2 separate regions of the Arachis hypogaea genome follow, and region 2 is linked to region 1. The links are chromatin contacts, called in public Hi-C maps. All regions are on one chromosome and are shown on one strand. The core of a region is the stretch at or near the end of the contact, and the rest is flanking DNA. Distances in the headings are between cores, read along the strand shown. Region 1 holds the start of LOC114927691 (gibberellin 2-beta-dioxygenase 8). Region 2 holds the start of LOC112801225 (polyubiquitin).

Region 1 (5,101 bases), core at 903-3,402:
ATTATTATTCCTCATATCTTCTTTCTTCTCCAACAAGTTCTTGTATGCCTCCATGAACGGTGGGTCCCAAATGGATGCCATATAGTTTGCTGCACTTAGAGAAAGGTGATGAATGGGGGAGAGGGAATGTTATGTTTATATGTTCGAATTAAAGAAAGGGAAAAATAATTTCTTTGAAGAATTGAAATAACAGAGAGATATATATACGGACAAATCGACTTTTTGGTTTCTTTTTATTTCGTCTTTGATGAAAACGCTTTAGGCTTTGGAGACAAAGGTAGTTTGCATGTCTTTTTGTTCAGAAAAATTAAACGAGTGATCAGAGATGCTGCTCGCCTTTTTTAATTCTTTTTTTTTTCACACTATATATATATATATATATATATATATATATATATATATATATATATATATATGTTTAATTTTTAATTCCAACTACGACTTCTGGTGACAAAATAACATCCGATTCCTTTAACTTTGATAGATTATTCTCCAAAAATCATACGATCTTCATTACTTTTCCATGAGTTAAACTTCTCATCACTAGCTTGCTTAACTTGCTGCTATATTTAACTTTCAAGAAGTCACAGTACACCAGCAGAAAACAAATTCTACAAGTTACTAAGTACAGTAACAATGCCATAATTTTAATAATGTTATATAAACAAAAGATAGAGGGAAATAGGTACCATATAGTTGTTTAAATTTTGGGTTGAAGACTACAGTGGATGATTAGGGCCCTCAGTAACTTGGTGGTCTCCGAACCGTGTTTATTTGCTGGCTTTTTTTTTTTTTTTTTGGTATGAATTTCAATTCCACAACCTAACTAGAAAGATACAAATAATTACGGACGTTTATGTTTGTGTGCTGGCTAGCAATATGTAATATCTATGGTGCAAAATACGTATATATCTAGGAATAAATAGAGTAGATAGAGTTGCGTCTCCACCTAGGTAAAAGTTTACAAGGAAAAGAATTTCCACAAGGCACGGTAACAATAATAACAAAGTTGCATTTAATTTCTATATAGGGTCAAATAAATAGTGGCTGGACGGATTCGGATTTTTCTGTCTAGTGTGCCTAGATACTAGCCATCTTATCCGCTCATCTTGAAAACATTTATGCAAGTACACCATATAACACAGCAGGGAACCACTGTTACACTGTATTTATTTACACCGCCACTACTTTTGTTATTCTGACATGCATATATTAAAATATAGCAGAAAGCTTAATTAGTCAAATTGAAGAACATAATAAACTAGCTAAACTATATTCTTCATTTTACACTAGGAATAAAGTCATCATCACATGAATGTGTGTGCACACTGCACACATAATAATGATCAATTACCAGCAGCTATTGCTACTGATATTCCACATGTATGTTTATGTGGCTAACAGAATTTATATAAAACTATATGTATAATTAAAATTCCAGACCATAAGTTGACACATTCACATGGTCACATTTTTCTAGTTAGAATTAATGGTCAAATATTCAAACCTAGTGACTTGATCTGTTGACTTTTGAGTGAGTTTAAGAATCATATTATAAGTGCAAGTTGAAGAATTTACTTTCAAGACATTACCAGATCGATGCTAGAGTAATATTGGTTCAGCAAACAGTATTCAAGCTGTAGTCTTATTATATTATATTATTGTAGACAATTAGAGTTATTTTTAAATAAAATTGATAATTAAAAATTATAAAATAATTTAATATATTTAGTTAAATTATTATTTAACTATTTTTAGATATCAACTTGATATAAATACATGTGTACGTAAATTTCTATCTTATATTATATGCATGGATACTAACAACACTGCACACAAATCCATTGTTAGTTTAACAACAATCTTCAGCTTACCATGAATTCTTGCGGAGTGAGCACAAGCAGAAAGAGAAAGGATTTTACGTGCATGATGCTTAGAATAATAATTCAGCTATTGTTATAATAACTTAAAATAGACATTAACACTAGCAAATACGTTAGGGAAAGAATTAAATTGATTAAATAAGCACACAATATCCAGAGACTATATATTTTCATATATATGACTAACCTGCTAGAAAACGCACTTAGAGAAGAGAAAAGAAGAGAAGAGTATATAGTAGGTAGTTATACGTTTGAACACATTTCAAGTTGGGGTGCTATATGTACCATAACTAATGATTTATAGGCAGAAATACCGTAAATAATTTTGAATGCATGATACTGCAGAAAGGACATTTAGATTTTAGATGATTGAAATTTTATGCTAAGGAAAAGACCACGCGGCTCATGCTGTATCAGACAAAATATATCTAGTATAGTATTCCCCTTGGTTTTACTTCTTTAATTTTTTTCAATAATTTTTACTTGTTTTACTCTACAAATAAATCCAAAATACATACCAATCAATTTTTTTACCTCAGTCTCAAAAGTATCCAATGATTGCTCTATATATTATTCAAGGATTGATTCATTGATTAGACACAAATAAGAAATTTATTGTTTCGTCTCCAGTTTTACTTTTTGGAAAATCAGCAGCATTTGTCAATTCCTTATAATAATTAAACCAATCATGAATGTCTTTTTCATTGCATAGTGATCAGATAGAAAACTCAAGAATGATTTGCTTAAAAAAAGAGAATTATTCCATACAATGATAAGCACCTATATTTAGTTAAAAACTTATACAATAATTAAGGAAAACATTTTTTTTAGAAAAATCTCTTAATTATAATAGTATTCAGGAAGACACTAGGAGTTCATCATGACCTAATAATAGAAAAGTTCATGGTGATTAATATAAAATAATAATTTGACTGTGATGAAATTCTACTGTGATAGTATTTTTTTTTTTTGCATAAAAGATATATATATATATATATATATATATATATATATATATATATATATATATATATATATATATGGGTCAAATGAAAATAGAGGTAAGTAGAAATTTGATGTATGGTGTAGAGGAGAAAGTGATTGGTTTAATTAATTAGCAGAGGAAGAATAGATTGATAAAAATGGGGAGGCAATATTGAGGAAGTGAAAAATAGAGGGCATGTGAAAGGGTGTGGAAAACGCAGCGGGGCCATAGGGAAATGAGGGAGTCCATGTCGGCACCCAAACGTGGCTCCATCTTGGGTCACATGCACGTCAACATTTGGGGCAATGCCATGTGCGTTGCTTTTCAGTTTTCATTACCAATTCTAGAACCACGACTTCACTGCCAAGGATCCATCTCAATAACTTAATAATCAAACATATTGCATGCCCAATTCCATCACCACTCTGCAAATTATGCATACGTTGATGCGCTAACGTGGCTCGCTTCATCGCGAAGTAATTATATATTATGCCTGCGATCCACCCTGCTTACCACGTTTTCTTGGGAATAATAATTATAACAGTATTTGGCCCCAGCTCCCATCAACATAAATTAAAAACGATTTGTATGTATGTAACAACAAATAGCTAGCAAGCATAATGCCTAAGCCTAAAATATAATGAATGAACGATATTTAATTTGAGTGAGCTAGCTAGCTAGGTAGGCAGGGTACACTTAATTCCAGCGTCTTCCTAGCGTTTGCGATTGGCATGGCATGGCATCTGTTGTCATTCACACATAACTTCTCATTAGAAATGTGGACAAGATATATCACCATGCAATCAATAATTAGTAGTATTAGTGGAGTAGCAAATTAATAAAAGCTAAGCGAGAAGAATAATAGTGGTGCATATATAATTAAGCTGATATTTCCAATAAAGAGTAGGCACACTATACAGGGAATTCTATCTATATGGTACATCCATGATATGTATGCGATCATTAATCAGTGGTAAGGGGGGCAGGGTCGGTGGACGCACCAGATATGCATGCATGTAGCATGCAATATAAACACGAAATAAATAAATAAAGAAAAAGGAAAATATGTGGAAATTAGAAGATCACAATGGAAGCTATTTTAATTTTTTTGGGGGTGGTGTGGTTTCTGGCCCTCCCCTTATTAATTATTTATGGCTACACATTCGTTGGTTGTATCAAAGTCCTTTCGTGGAGACTATACGGGCATATATATGTACACGTTTTCTGTCTCAAATTTGGCCCTGGCCCCTGCCCCTGGCGAGTATGTGTTAAAGCATGTGCACGCCTCTACGTACCCCCACGCGCCCATGACCCATATTCTCTGATACTAGTACTACTCACTCGATCACTATTTTGCAATTTAACTTGTTTATTCACAAGTTACTTTCAATGAAATATGAAAAGGGACCATACATACATGCATGTTCAACAGTCACAGCAACTTGCCTATCAATGTTTGACATTATTCTGCAGTAGCTAGTGTGTGTTTCAAACACCAAAAATATCACAAGATACTATTTTCAAATTAAAATTCTCTTCATTTTTCTTTTCTGTTTGCGACGAATTATGCTACACAAACAACTATGGCAGTGAAATCTTTTTAGTTTGAACGTGTTACAAGAAGAAGGGATGGTGCAAAAATAGCCACCACATGCACTTAGCTTCTTCTTCAGCACTAGCTTAGTCTCTCGTGCCATTGGTGGGTTACGTTAATTACAAACTTGTTTCGAGATTAGTGGATTCGTGTTGAATCTTGTTGGAGTATTATCAATCAACAATAATATGAGACGACAAAATTAATAAGGAAAAGTATATGTAAATAATAAGAATACTAAACAATGTGAATAATAGATGTGTTAGATGTTCAGTTTAATAAGTATATAGATGATTATATTCATTATTTTTAATTGAATGGTTATTTCTTTTGATTTGATTTACTCATGCACCGTTAATAATAGTTGAATGTTCAATTCACTAAGTATGCAGATGGTTATCCTAATATTAAGATTTATGAGATAATTTAAAGTAGAGTGTTTTTTTATTTTATTGGATCAATTTTATAACCTATTGTTCACATTATTTACAAAAAGGAAAAGTATATAGAACCAACTCCTAATCAGTCAAGAATGGAACAACTTAATTAATTATAATTATATTAATAATTAATTTTAAATTTAAAATTTAAAAAATTTAAAACTGATTAAGTAAATCTAATTAAAACCTATAAAAACCT
Region 2 (5,101 bases), core at 1,224-3,723, 180 kb after region 1:
AACACCTGACTCATGATCAAACATTATACTGCCATTTAATCCTTGTAACCGACTCAACCTGGTGGAATGAAATTTTTGTTGTTTTTGTTGTATTAAAGCTCTTGTAGCCTTCTAATTTAATTGAAATGTTTACCTATTGATGTAACTCTCTCAGACTATAATAATTACCTCTGCAACCCTTGTAAAGAAAACCGTGATCAATTATATATGGAAAATTTTGCTTTACCGCTTGTGGCATGATCTGTTTCCTTCTCAATAGAAAGTATTATTTAGAAACCCCCGTCCTCCCAAGCCTCTTGGCTCTAGTTTTTAAAGCCCCACAAAAAGTCCAACTTGTTGATTCTGACTATGCCTAAATTTTTTATTCGAGAAGATGTACATTTGTGCCTCACAAATTATAATAGTTATTCTTGTGCTTTTTCTATGTTTCAGCCGTGCTATGCCCCATATAAAGACTTTCACTCGTTACAGTGGTCAGAATCTAGCGTAAGAGCTTCACAGGACCAACTCTATGCGGTTCAATTTCTCTTTTGTTTGTTTGAATACGTTGATGCTTATATCATTTACTGCAGTGCTAAGTCGTGCTTACTTGTGAAACTCCCTTCTTCCCAAATAGTTGGTTCTTGTTGACTTCAGCAAATCTTAGCAAAGCTGCCTGGGGAACTCTTCAGAAGAATAACACTCAGTTCATGATTCGCTCATACGAGGTACGTATCCTTGTCATTTGTCAGACACAAGAAAGAATCCCGAATATTTGTATAGTTGATCTCGTTTCATTTCAGTTGGGAGTGCTCTTTCTACCAACGATGCTTAAAAGGGGTGGTGGTGGATTTTCATGTACCAGTAATGTTACACAAACTGAGGTAGCTTATTTGATATGGTTTGGTGCTAGGAAGGGAAAAGAACTCCGATGCTGACATTTAAGAATTACAGGATAAATATGAAGTGAAGAAAGCAAAACTAGTTAGCCTAAGTGGGCTGAGAAGGGAGCAAACACACTCAACATCTCAACTGACCATTCCGTTACCTGTTCCTTACGAGCTCCCTCCCCAACCTTATTCCTCACAAGGTCAGTATTTCTCACATCACATGTTAAAAAGAAGTTGTTATGTATGTCTTCTAATTATTGTTCTCTCATGCAGATGTTCCCTGGTCCTGGGATCGGCGATATAGTAAGAAAGATGTATATGGCCAAGTTTGGCCACGCACGTGAGCTTGCTACTTGCTGTTGCTGCTCTGCTCTAAATGTACATAGTACCATTCACTTTCCTCCTTAGCACCATGCCAGCATTGAGTTATCTATGACAAAGGTCTCTCATTTTTCATTTTTTCTCTCTTTTCATTAGTAGTGTTTATTGTTCAATATCTATCACCTAAAAGAAAAAAAGGGTTCAATACAATTTTAAATTGTAATTACTTGAAAGTGATCAAAGGTTAGATAACTAAGTACTAGAAAATTATGTGGGAACTTTATCGATGGGAGTTGCCAGGGGAATATTCTTAATGATTTATGATTTAGCTAAAATAACGCCTTAGCTCTTTCTCTCTTCGGGTTTCTCTCCCCGGGGGTACAAAAGAGTGAATATTTATCAAGTTTAATTTGTTCACATGGGAGTCACTTACATAAAAATGCTTAAAACATTTTTTTAAAGATATTTTTTAATAATTAAAATTTAACTTATATAATTGATCAAATTGTGTTATTTTTGTCAAAATTAGACCAAACAAACTGATTTGACTGAAAAATCGATAAATCAAATCTTGAATCGATCTAAATGAATATTCTTTTTATAGAAAATGACTATAATATTCTTATTATAAAAAATGACTAAAATATTTTTATTATATATATTAATTTTAAAATTTTTAAATTCTAATTCAATAATGGCATAGAGAGAAGAGAAAGATTAGGATTTAGAGTTTTTAAAATATATAATAGAAATATTTTAAGTCATTTTTTTAATAAGGGTATTATAGTCATTTTTATAAAAACTATTATTTAAATTGGTTCAAGATTTGGTTTATCGATTTTTCGGTTAAATCGATTTATTTCGTCTAATTTTGACAAAAATAATATAGTTTGATCAATTATATAGATTAAATTTTAATTATTAAAAGAATATCTTTAAAAAAAAATACGTTTTTAAGTGTCTTTATGTGAGTGATTCCTATTCACATTATAAGTCAGTGAAAAATTGAACATTAAACTTACATTTCTGTTGACTTTGACTAGTCAATGCTAAGTCGCATTACCAATTTGATAGTTGTGGGAGAAAATTTTCAATTTAATAGTACCTTTTAATAGTTGGTAAAATTTGAAATATTCTATTTTGATCATTCAATTGAATTAAAAGTTTATAATTTTTATTAATGAGTTATAATTTAAATGATATATTTTTTTTATTTTTATTTAAGTGTTTTTGGTTTGAGTTTTATTTTTAACTTTGAAAAAAAAAACTTATAATTTACACAATTTTTTTTACTCTAAATAATTTTTTTTAAAGTTAATATAAGATGCTGAAATACCACGAGTTATAATATAGTATTTCTCAATTTTTTCCTCCAAATTATTTTTTGGTGATAAACGACTTTAAAAATAAAAAAGAAACAAAGTGGATTCACTCAATGTTCTTTCCAGTTGATTATCCGATCCGTTTCTTCCAAGTTAGATCATAATAAGATGGAAAAGTATATGGAACCAACTAATAATCAGTCAAGAATGGAACAACATAATTAATTATAATTAGTTTTATTAATTTATAATTTAATTTGTTTGTTAAATTATTGTTGATCACGTTCAAAACATGAGGGAAGATACGTTAGTGTTAGGAGATAATCACGGAACAGATCTTTTGATCATTCATTAGTTGGTTCTATATAATTAATTATGTTTTATTAATGCGTAACACATGAAACATAAAAATCATATCCAAAACCATCCAATTTACAAGAAAAAGAAACATCCGTATGCCTATCATTAGCAACATCCGATTAAAGTCACCGGTGCTTCTGATTTATCAGTTGGCTGATTCTTGGCTTATATAGAGTTGGTTCCCTAGCATTGTTGTAATAAGATAATAGATAATAATGTGCAATTGTGGATAAGCTTGAAAACTAAATGCCGGTTTTGTGTTCCTGATTAATAATCCTCTAGAGAGATATAGAGAGTAGAGAGAGCAACACGCCAACATCTTTAATTTTGTAAAAAGAATTATGCACCAAATGAAAAATAGAATCTTTCTTTGCAGCCTCAGCTGCCGATTAATGGACAGTGGATCCCACCGTGATAATAAAATCTATAAAAGCCCACTTGCTATTTTTTTATTTTGATTTTTGATTTGGTATACCCCTTTCTCAGCCCACTTGCCAATTACTACAACTTGTGTGGGCCCAAGTATTATGTTAAGGATCCACCTATAATAATAAGATAATAATAACATCTATTACCACAAAAAAAAAGATAATAACGCCGTGGCGGTCAATACGAGAAGAGCGTTTGCGTGGCTTGTTGTTTGTTTGTGATGGGGAGGTCTGAGGTGCCTTAACTCCAACCAACGCCTTCCAATTTCCAACCCTTCACGTCTGGCCAAACATTGCCGTGTCTATAGTGTCAATTGACACCTCAACCGTACACGTGTCACAAACTGATAAGGTAATCGGTCACCCTCTTTCTGTTGCGTGAATAAGGCGGACACCTCTTTATGCTATAAAGGAACGTCCAGACCCTATTGTTTCTTCACAATTCTCATTTTCATTCTCAAATTCTCATTTTCATTCTCTCTCTGTTTGTCCGAAATCCTTCAAGGTACCTTCCTCCTCTTTCTCTTTGCTTTTGATTCTGGTTCCCTTTAGTTACATCTGTAGGGTTTTGGCATTTCTTCTTAAGCGCCAATATGATCGGTTTTAGATTCGTTATGTTATGTCTTTTGTTGCCTCGTTCCTCGGAAATTTTCTCTAGATCTGTTTATACTGCAATGATTTATGATATTTAATTGTTAAATCTGATCGGTTTTGATCACGCTTTTATACTGCAATTTTTAGTTGTTCTCTGAAAGATCGAAGGCCTTTGTTTCGGATCGTAAATTTTCTGAAAAAATCTGAGATCAATTGTACCAATTTTGGTTATAGGTTTTTTTTTTTTATCCGTTGTTGATCCTGATTCATCTGTTTATGACGATGCGAATTTTAATGGATGTTTCCTTAACTAGTTTCTTATTTAATTGTTGTTAACGATGATGCAGATGCAAATCTTCGTGAAGACCCTCACTGGAAAGACCATCACTCTCGAGGTCGAGAGTTCCGACACCATCGATAACGTCAAGGCAAAAATTCAAGATAAGGAAGGGATCCCACCGGATCAGCAACGTCTGATCTTCGCCGGAAAGCAACTCGAGGACGGCCGCACCTTGGCCGACTACAACATCCAGAAGGAATCCACCCTCCACCTCGTTCTCCGTCTCCGTGGTGGTATGCAGATCTTCGTTAAGACCCTCACCGGCAAGACCATCACCCTCGAGGTTGAAAGCTCCGACACCATTGACAACGTCAAGGCTAAAATCCAGGATAAGGAGGGTATTCCACCGGACCAGCAGAGGTTGATCTTCGCCGGGAAGCAGCTTGAGGACGGCCGCACCTTGGCAGACTACAACATCCAGAAGGAGTCAACCCTTCATCTTGTACTTCGTCTACGTGGTGGCATGCAGATCTTTGTTAAGACCCTTACCGGAAAGACAATTACCCTTGAGGTGGAGAGCTCTGACACAATCGATAATGTGAAGGCCAAAATCCAAGACAAGGAGGGCATTCCCCCGGACCAGCAGAGATTGATCTTCGCCGGTAAGCAGCTCGAGGATGGCCGTACTCTTGCAGACTACAACATCCAAAAGGAGTCTACCCTCCATCTTGTCTTGCGTCTCCGTGGTGGTATGCAGATTTTCGTGAAGACCCTCACCGGGAAAACTATCACTCTTGAGGTGGAGAGCTCTGACACCATTGATAATGTCAAAGCTAAGATCCAAGACAAGGAAGGTATCCCCCCGGACCAGCAGAGGTTGATCTTTGCTGGAAAGCAGCTTGAAGATGGGCGCACCTTGGCCGACTA

Evidence for each region. Hi-C and Micro-C count contacts between places; a contact is called where the count stands out from the background.
Region 2: a Hi-C map of an unstated tissue shows a contact between it and region 1, with 5 times the contacts expected there. The contact joins the promoter of LOC112801225 here to the promoter of LOC114927691 in region 1. A contact is called at or near these places in 3 of 8 Hi-C or Micro-C datasets (leaf and an unstated tissue).

Annotation. Positions count from the first base shown.
Region 1 is chr5:36,181,530-36,186,630 of arahy.Tifrunner.gnm2.J5K5, forward strand. LOC114927691 (gibberellin 2-beta-dioxygenase 8) reads right to left here and starts at 2,153. Exons shown (of 3, transcript XM_029298322.2): 1 at 2,071-2,153; 2 at 1-89. The coding sequence starts at 81.
Region 2 is chr5:36,357,859-36,362,959 of arahy.Tifrunner.gnm2.J5K5, forward strand. LOC112801225 (polyubiquitin) reads left to right here and starts at 2,474. Exons shown (of 2, transcript XM_025843845.3): 1 at 2,474-3,805; 2 at 4,242-5,101. The coding sequence starts at 4,242. LOC112801224 (tyrosyl-DNA phosphodiesterase 1) reads left to right here. Exons shown (of 15, transcript XR_003201802.3): 11 at 433-486; 12 at 573-707; 13 at 783-863; 14 at 934-1,069; 15 at 1,143-1,525.